2 separate regions of the Mus musculus genome follow, and region 1 is linked to region 2. A link is a contact called in public targeted proximity ligation data. All regions are on one chromosome and are shown on one strand. The core of a region is the stretch at or near the end of the contact, and the rest is flanking DNA. Distances in the headings are between cores, read along the strand shown. Region 1 holds the start of Tbc1d12 (TBC1D12: TBC1 domain family, member 12). Region 2 holds the start of Lgi1 (leucine-rich repeat LGI family, member 1).

What was found.
Region 1: a targeted proximity ligation map of astrocytes shows a contact between it and region 2, with 2.3 times the contacts expected there. A contact is called at or near these places in 4 of 39 promoter capture datasets (hippocampal neurons, liver and stem cell-derived epiblast-like cells) and 1 of 130 datasets of targeted methods (astrocytes).

What each region holds. Positions count from the first base shown.
Region 1 is chr19:38,833,809-38,838,867 of GRCm38.p6, forward strand. It overlaps Tbc1d12 (TBC1D12: TBC1 domain family, member 12), which reads left to right and starts at 2,771. Exons shown (of 13, transcript NM_145952.4): 1 at 2,771-3,638. The coding sequence starts at 2,899.
Region 2 is chr19:38,263,237-38,268,042 of GRCm38.p6, forward strand. Lgi1 (leucine-rich repeat LGI family, member 1) reads left to right here and starts at 1,451. Exons shown (of 8, transcript NM_020278.3): 1 at 1,451-1,861; 2 at 2,339-2,410. The coding sequence starts at 1,647. Gm32771 (a long non-coding RNA gene) reads right to left here. Exons shown (of 6, transcript XR_003952844.1): 5 at 3,623-3,678; 6 at 1,298-1,500.

The DNA.
Region 1 (5,059 bases), core at 1,521-4,020, 570 kb after region 2:
AAGATAGTTACATAGTTAGTTGACCTGCCCTGCCACCGCCTCTCTCTCCCCTCCCCCCCCTCTGTATGTGTGTGTGTGTGTGTTTAATCCTAAATGTTTAAGAAACATTGCTCTAAGGGCCTGTAGATGCTCATAGTTAAGATGCTCTTTTGAAATCCAGTATAGCTCCAGAACTATCAAGAAAATGTATGAAGGGTCCATAAAATGGTCCAGTAGGTAAAAGAAAGCACCACCTGTCCAAGCTTCATTACAGACCATCAAAACAATAGTAATTAACAACACTACCAAGAACAATGCATTTTAAAGAAGGGTGTAAAGATTTTGAGGCCTTTATACTCTTCTTGACTGCAGGCACAGCAAAATAATCCAGTTAAGAGGGACCACACAAAGGCACAAAGGATATAATGTATCTTATAAGGAGACATTTCTTTGTTAAACTCTATAAAATGTTACTTACCAGATAAGGCAGAAAGTTTTTTTGTTTTTTTTTTTTTGTTTGTTTGTTTTTTTAAGTTTAGTTATTTTGAGTCAGAGTTTTGCTGTGTAGCCCAGAGCAGCCTGGAATTCTGATTCTTTTGCAGAAGCCTCCAGAGTGCTGGAATTGACACATTTGTCACCCCCTTCCTATCTCCCTCCCTTCCTTTCTCTTTTTTTTATTAGTGAGTGAAAAGTGCTATCTCATAGTTTTGATTTGTTACTCCCAAATAACTTATATGCTTATTGATATTCCATTTAACATATCATCTCGAGAAAAACACATATATTGAAATTTTTACACTCTCCCTTCCCTGTTTTTGAGCAGAATGACTCACTGGAAGTCACTATGTGTTAAAACCAAGCCTCCTATCTTGGCCTCCTTGTCTTTTGATTGATTGATTGATTAACTGATGTTTTTAGTTTTTTGAGACAGGGTCTCTCTGTGTAGCCCTGGCTGTCCTGGAACTCATTGTGTAAATGAGGCTGGCCTTGAAATCAGAAACCTGCCTATATCACCTGAGTGCTGACATTAAAGTCGTGCACTACCACCACCTAGTCAAGTTGTCTTTTAAAATATTGAATTACAATTTTTTTCTTGAGATAAAAGTTTGCTGTGTAGCTCATGCTATCCTCAGATTTGCTATGTAGCCCAGGCTGGTCTTGAACTTGAGATTCTCTTTTGCTTCACCCTAGAGAGTTCTGTAATTACAGATGCTTTCTACCACACTGGCTTATTTCTGTATGTATTCTGGGTACTGTCCCTGTAACTAATACAGGATCTATCTACTCTCTCTCTCTCTCTCTCTCTCTCTCTCTTTCTGGTTTATACACATTCTTTGGTTTTTCCTTTTGAAAGATGTTTTGTGTATGTATGTTCAGGTGTGTGTGTTCCTATGTATGAGGTAAGTATACACTCATATTTAGGGAGGAGAGAGTTCAACTCAGCTGTTACTCCTTTGGGACTGCCCATCTTATTGTCTGAGACATGACCTCTTAATAAGATCTAAGGCCAGCTGCCTTAGCCAGGCCGGTTACCAGAGCATCCCAGGGACTGCCTCTCCAATGTTAGCTGTACAAGGGCATTCTACAAAGTGGCTTTTTATGTGAGTGCTGCGATACAGGAAAGGTCCTCATGCTTGCATGACAACGTGACCAACTGAGCTATCTTCCACCTTTCAAAAGATCTTGATAATAAACGCTTTTACTGCTTTGTTTTGCTAAGTATTCCATTCTATTTCTATACTTGCTTTCAGAGGCATTTGTAGAATGAATGGTCTCTAGTTACTGCATTATCCTACTACAACAATGTCTATTTGGGCCTTTTACAACAACTTCATCTCTTCTGAAATACCAACACTATTGGGTCTCTGCCCTATGCTCATTCTTCTATGGAGGTAGAGTCACTTGATATCCCCCGACCCCCTTTGTGGCTTACATAAATGGCCCCTTCGACCAAACCAGAACTTTAACCCAAGTTTATAACTCTCACTATGTTAGTTAATTCCAATGTCTTTCCCCAATCCAGTTTCCTGTTTCTTCACACCACAGCAATCTCATAGCCTTGTTATTCCTGGCTGCTCTCCTATCACTCCTGTGGCTAGTTATTATGTCTTGCGATTCACACATTAAATACATTTTATTTCCACTAAACGGTCATTATATCTTAATCCATTACCACAGGTTGCTGCAGTTATTTTTTTTAATATTTATTTATTATATGTAAGTACACTGTAGCTGTCTTCAGACACTCTAGAAGAGAGCATCAGATTTCGTTACAGATGGTTGTGAGCCAGCATGTGGTTGCTGGGATTTGAACTCAGGACCTTTGAAAGAGCAGTCGGCAATCTTAACCACTGAGCCAAACAGTCCTTCTCGCCCTGGCTCCATTTCATTTCCGTACCCAGGTGACACGACAACCAACAACCAACGTGTTAAAAAGTGTTAGGAGATCAGACTTTGGTAAACATGGAAGACTAAGTGGAAAAGATAGGTAAGGGGCTGTCATGTGGACAACGAAGCCCTGAACGGTTCCAGGAGTTCTTCACTGCTGTTAGAGAAGGTAAAAACTGTCAAGACAGGAGCACTTAAACTAACTTCCTTAGTTTCCTCTCACAAACAAATCGCCGTCAAGTGATATGGTTTATGCGAAGTGAGCCTTGCCCTCCCTTAGGCTAAGCACTGTCACCCGGGTGGAGGATCTCAGATTGTCCTCCCGGGTCGCTCTAGCTGCCGTCTCTATGGTTCGGGGACGCGCCGGGTCGCGGGCAGGCCCGGCCCCGCTGGTGCGCGTGCGCGATCCCAGCGCGTGCCCGGCCTCCGGCAACTGCCCCGGCCGCCGGGTGGGAGGGGTGGGTCCGGGGACGTCGCGGCGGCCGTGGCCGCGAACCCTGCACGCAGGGCAGTCCTCCTCCGCCGCCTCAGATGATGGGTCCCGAGGATGCCGGAGCCTGCTCGGGAAGGAACGCCGAGCTGCTCCCAGTCCCGGGGCCCATGGGTCAGGACGGGAAGACCGTCCCGGCCACCAGCGGCTTTAGCGGAGGCGCTGTCGCCGCGGAGCCGCCGGAGGAGGCTGGAGAGGAGGAGGCGCCGCCGCCGCGGCAGCTCCTGCAGCGGTACCTCGCGGCGGCCGCGGGCCCGCTGAAGCCCGGGCTCGGCGGGGCGGAGGCGGAGGCGGAGGAGGCGGCGGCGGCAGCAGTCCCCGCGGCGCGCGGCTCAGGCATGACCAACGGAGACTCGGGCTTTTTGCTGCGCCAGGACCGTCGCGGCCCAGAGGAGGCACGTCGCCGCCGAACCTGCGGCCGTCCCTGCCTGCTGGAGCCCGCGGACGAGGGCGTGGACGGTGCGGGTGGCCTGGACGACTGGGCCGCGCCGCTCGAGGACCCGCTGCGGAGCTGCTGCCTGGCGGCCGGGGACACGGACGACCCGGACCCCGCAGCCGCCACCCCTGCCGGGAGGGCCGTCGAGAGCGCGGAGCCCAGCCTCGGCCTCCCCGACGCCCGCTTCGGCTCTCGGAACACGTTCGAGGTGAGCCGCCGTCAGAGCGCCGGCGACCTCCTGCCCTCAGCGGGGCCGTCCGCACCCTTGCCAGCGGCAGAGCAGGGTCCCGGGGGCACCACGGCTCGGGCTCGACGGAGCGGTGGCTTCGCGGATTTCTTCGCCAGGTATCACACTGGCCGCGCGAGGGGCTTGGGCGGGGCCGGGAACGGGCTGCCTTCCAGCGTACGGAACAGGAACGTCGGGACTCAGCTTTGATCTGTCGCTAGGGTAGGGGGACCGGATGGCTTTGTGAGCTCCGGGCCTGGAGCCAGGATTGGTGTTACTCCGTCCCCAGGAAGCGTTGTGCTTCCAGGTCTGACCAGCCTCCCAATACTACACATTCAGTTTCTTCATCTGGAACATCAGATAACCACTGCCCTATTATTTTTTTGTAATTGTATTACTAGGATTTGGACTGGGCGGGCGGCAGTGTGTGGTGTAGAAGTCTGTGAAGTTTATTTGCTTGGAGTCTAAGCCCGTTCCATTAGTTTGGGGATTCGAGGTTTTTTTTTAAAAAAAAAAATAATTTAACTGCACACTTATTTTGTGTTAATGTGTGTGCGCACATGTATCCTTGCGTGGAGATCAAACAATCTTTGGGCTCTTCCTCTCCCATTCTCTGGATAGGGGGGATTCAACTCAAGTCAAGTCTAGTGGAAAATGTCTTTGCTATTTTGCGGGCTTAGTTTGGGGATTCTTAAATTCAGAAATGATTTTTTTTTTCTTTTTCTTTTTTGATTTTTGTCGGCTGATCTCGAACTCACAGAGATCCGCTTGTTTCTGTTTCCCAAGTGCTGACATTAAAGGCATATGCCGCCATGCTGGGCTCAGAAATGATATTTTTTTCATAGTATTTGTTTCCGTTGCTTTTACTAAAGCTCATTCCTTGTCGGGAGTACACACTTTTAATGCCGGTACTCCTATAGAAGGATGAGGCAGGAAGATTGCCATGAGTTCAGGGGCAGCCTGGACTACACAGCTATTAGTAGATCTACTAGCAGACCAGCCAGGGTTACATAGCACGATCTTGTTTCTAAACAAAGCGAAACAGAACGAAACTGGCAGTTTAGTGCTTAGAATAAGATCCCAGTCTTTTAGCTCAGATTACTATAGCTCTCTAGGAAATTAGGAAATCCTCTTCTACTTATCTCAGATAGGCTTTATCTCTCTTCATGAACTTCCCTACCCCCAACCCCCAACCCCCATTGTTAATTGAACTCAGGGACACAAGGCAAGTAGCCTACCTATGGAGTTACATCCTCAGCAACATCATGTGGTCTCTCCTCTCTCTCTCTCTTCTCTCTCTCTCTCTCTCTCTCTCTCTCTCTCTCTCTCTCTCTCTCTCTGTGTGTGTGTGTGTGTGTGTGTTGGGGGTGAGGTTTGACTCACTTTTATGTGAGTTTTTATGTTTGGGAGCATGTATTTTATGGGTATGGATTGCTGGAACACTGTAATTACCTGGAGAGACTTCATTCTCCCTCATATCCCATCAAGAAGGGCCTGCTATGTAGTTGAAGCTGGCCTTCAAACCCCCTCCTACCCTACC
Region 2 (4,806 bases), core at 201-2,700:
GAGTCAGTTGTAACACCTACCTGTAATCCCACAACTTTGGAGGCTGAGGCAGAAAGAACAAAACCTAAGATCATCACAGGCTACATAGACAGACAGCAAGGCTCTTTTTTTTTTTTTTTTTTTAAGCCAACAAACAAAAGGAGTTCACTGAAGTTGGCCTAGGGTCAGCTACAAGGGGCGGGGGGGGGGGGGGGAGAATGGCAAGGCAAAGACCTCTGATAAGGGTGGCTTTGTCTCATAAAGGCACGGGTACTCGAACAATTCATTTTATACGTTCAATTTTTAAAAGCAAGAAAAGGAAGGACCGTGCTTGACTTACCAGAGTGGCTATGCCACCATGAGGGATGGCCGCCATCAGCTTGGTCAAAGGACATTCTTTTCTACTGTCCTAAGGATATTTTCACTCTCTGGGGCTGGACAACCTCACAGCCAAGGTCACACTATTTTGATTTTGTCCTTAAACAAACTTCCCTTTCCAAGAGAGTGTCTTCTTCTTCCCTATGATATATGCCAATAAGAGCCTGTGATTTTTATTTGGTTCCCACAGTCATGAGGAGACCATCTGTCCTATCGTCTCTATCATCCCTAATGTCCCCACTCTACAGGCAGGATAGCTCCCTTGTCTGTAAAAATCCGCTCTTTCCAGATGACCTGGGATCTCCAAGTGGGGTCTCTAGCTTACTCTAGCACTTCACTTTATTGCAGCCTGCTGGGTGAGCCAGACCCAGTTTCAAAGCCCCAGGAAGCTGGAGTTGGCTGCCTCCTGCTGGCAGGGAGTACGTTCCAGCCTTTTAGAAGGAACACTGCCAAAGAAGGGAGAGCAAGAAGGGAGGAGACTGGATTATACACAGGGGCGGCTTACCATTCTGTCGCCTCCCTGTCGTGGAGGGAGGAGTGGGCTGTGCAAGGTGGTGGGGGATTATGAAAATCAATAATTTGTAATAGTTGATAAGTGTCAGAGAAGTATTCAGTCACACTGTATTCCCCTGAAATTGACAGTCTCCGTGTGTTCACGGGTTTTTCATTCAACGGTGGCATCAACCAGGTGGGCTCTGCCAGGGAAGGCACGGATTTAACAGCAGACAGCTTCATTTAACTTCCTCTTCCCAGCCAAGACTGTCCCCCAAGCTAGTTTTTCTTACTAGGCTGTTTGCTACATGAAGAGCAAATTCCCAGAGGTTCCCGAGATTGCCCACATCCTATGCTAAGATGCTATGCCCCACCGCCCGCCCGCCCACCCACCCACTAATAAGACATAATGCCGTCCTATTTTTGGTAACAATTAAAGGGCCTCCCGGTGAAAGCAGAAAGCTGTTTATTTTCTGTTACATCACTTCGCTTGCCTTCGAAGACTGGTCTGTGCTCAGTGTTTTCTGTGAAGTGAGTCGGCTCTCTTCCTCCAGCAGTTGGCTCGCTCCCACCTCGCAGCACCTCACAGGTCTCTTCCCCCAGCAGTGCGCTGCCTGAGCGAGGAACAGCTCACGAATCAGCTGGAGGTCCCTGTTTTGAAAAAAAAAAAAAAAAAAAAAAAAGCAGATAGAGAAGCAGAGAAGGGTGGACTCCTATGTGACCTGTTCTTAGAGCAAGACAATCAGCAGCTGAATTCCAGAAGCCCTGTTCATGTGTGGGGATATTCTCTCGACTGCATGGAATCAGAAAGCAGCAGAAGGATGGGAAATGCCTGCATTCCCCTGAAAAGAATTGCCTATTTCCTATGCCTCTTTTCTGTGGTTTTGCTGACTGAGGGGAAGAAACCAGCGAAGCCAAAATGCCCTGCCGTGTGTACTTGTAGCAAAGATAACGCTTTATGTGAGAATGCGAGATCCATTCCACGCACCGTTCCTCCTGATGTTATCTCACTGTAAGGCCCGTAAGCATTTTGATATCTAATTTACAATTTAAAAGAAAAAATCCAGCTGGTGGATTTGGGGGTTTGTATGTATTCTGAGAGGGGCATGGAGCTCGTGAGACAGATTCCTCTTGCATGCCTGACCATTTGACAGCACTAACATTTTCCTGCATTTAAAATTTGTGATTTTTTGATAAGCTGCTAGTGATCATGCTTAGTTAGCCCCCACCCTGGACATTATCCGGAGGCACCTGGAGCAGGCTTCTCTTTCTCTCTCTCTCTCTCTCTCTCTCTCTCTCTCTCTCTCTCTCTCTCTCTCTCTCTCTCTCGCTTCCTCTAGGAAGGGACAGAATCGTACTTTATAAAATAGTGGGGGAATATAGCAACTGTTATGGTAAATTGGATTAACATAAGATCTATTCTCTGTGTGTGTCTCTTTGTGTGTGTGTCTGTTTGTTTTGTGTGTGTGTGTGTTTTGTTTTCTTTCAGATCCTTTGTGAGATCTGGTTTTACTGAAATCTCAGAAGGGAGTTTCTTATTCACACCATCGCTGCAGCTCTTGTGAGAAACATTTATATAATGACTATTTTTAATATGGCATGTATTCGGATAAGCCTTCTAGTAAAACGAGCTTAATATTGTTTCTGTTGAATGTGATGATGCTTCTGAAAGGGGCGAGAACATGGGTAAAGCGGGAGATAGATGGGTTATTTGTAACTTCACATCCACCATAAAAGTTGATTCTTTAAATTCAATTACCTGTGATGCTGTCTAGCTTAATGGCTATTTGTGAAGTTGTTGGGACGATGCAACAAGAATACTAATTTTGATGATCTTACTTTCATTTTTAACTTGGGGAACTTCGGTTATTTTGCGCTGGAGTTCTTGGGTTTGTCAATTCAGAGCCCAGCATCACATATGCACTCAAGATGTTGTCTCTTGGGGATCTGGGGCAGACTATGTCTCTGTATGATTTACCATGTGGGGAGAAAAAGAGAGAGGAAAAAAAACACCCTTGGTTCTTTCTAGGTAATTTCTTAAAATACGAATTCTCAAGAGGCTGCTTTCTAATTTATAACTAGTCCCCTCACAGCAAGGAAAAGATGATATTAATACAGCAAATACTCCTTGTTCTATGTTTTGAGATGGCCACAAGGGAGCCACATATTCAGTCCATGCCTGAAAAATATTCAAAAATAGCACTGGACTAGGAAATCAGACCTCTTTACAGGGATAATGAAATATGTATAATTTGTTCTGATGAATAATGTTTGGCAACTGGAGCCTAGTTCTTCATGGGTATCACATGAGAGTCAAGGGGTCTCTGGTGCTCCAGCATCAATCATAGATTAGCAGACAGACACTTCCAAAACAGACACAGTCGACTGTCCATATGCTGAATTTGAGATATCTTACTTAACTGTGTGATTAAGATCCAAGCTTTTAATTTATTTGCTTTCTAGATTTATATTTGTTTCCTTGCCATCCATGCTTAGCCATTGTGTTTATGCATGGGCAAACACTGTGCATTTGAAGTTGAAGAGTCCTGTGTTCGAATCTCACCCCACTAATCTCATCACACTAATCACTGGAATGTTGCCATGTGGTCTTGTTCAGACCAGCTCTCCCTCTCCCTCTTCTCCCCTCAGCTTCCTTATCTACAAAATGGAAATGATAAGACATATTTTTGAAGTGTTGTGATCAGAGAGAAATAAAAATTTAAGTATTAATTTTTTTAAAAAAAAGGGTCTCACATAGTTCACGCTGACTGACCTTGCCAAGAGCTCTGCTGGTCTTCAGCTTCTGATGTTCTCCCCTTTTCCTCCCCACTGCGGAGATCAAAGGTGTGAATCACTACAAGCAGCTTTAGATCAAGCCCAAGATGTGGGGGTACTGGCCTTGGCAAAGTCTTACATGTTTTTATAAAGGCTGTAGCTTTAATTTTTCTACATCAAGATAAAATGCTAAAAGTTACTTAATATATTCTGTGGTCTGTCAGAAATCCTACAACTGGCTTGACTGTTTGATTGCCGTTACAAACTTGATCAGGTGTTTTGACATTATGTAACAAGGTTTCTTACTGTCCTTTCCTGCCTAAGGCTTTTGGTTGATTGCAATTAAGTACAGAGTTCCTAAGGGTTTATTTATCCGTTTGATTACAGGAAGTGTTAACATGTCAAAGAAAAAAACATGTTTAAACAGGTTTTATAATTCAGAAAGGGGCAATGTCTATAAATCTGGGCTCCTTCTACAGACTGTGCTGATCCTGAGAAAACGATCAGTTTTGCTTACACTATTTATTGGTCATATAAATGGCTTGTTTAAAATGCGCTTTTTAAAAAAAATGTGCTAAGGCAACTGGGATAGTCCAATGAATCCTTAACTTTCAAGACCTCTCAGTCCCCCAGTGCTCTCTCGATCTGACACAAGGTGGACATTGGCTAGACGCTGGAAACCTGGCCTGTACTCTACTTTCTTTCTGTTGGGTAGACTCAGCCACTCTGAGCACAGGTGCCAGGCAATGTCATAGAAATAGTCCCCGGCTGCTGTAGGGCAGTGGGATTTCACGTATTTAGAATCACAGAGGGAAGCCAAGAGCCTGGTTTTAAATAGCCCACACTGAGTGTGTGCCATGCCCCGCTGTCCCATGCTCTGAGTTCCTATGGAACATTCCAGCCCTTATTTCTAAAAGCAGTTCAGGTTTCAGAAGTAACAATGGAGCCAGTAGTTCTGTCCTGTATGTCCTTCATTACCTCATATTGCTGACCTCAGCAGAGTAGATTTGGCCATTCCGATTTTATGCAAAACCACAAAGTTTGTGCATAAGCTCCAAGACCACGTTTTTAAGGACTTTGTTTCCCATGCAACCTGCCCCATGTTCTCTGCTTCCTCATATGCTCAGGAAAAAGCCAAATGAAAGCATTTTTCACTAAGTAAGAAAATCAGTGACTCTGGCA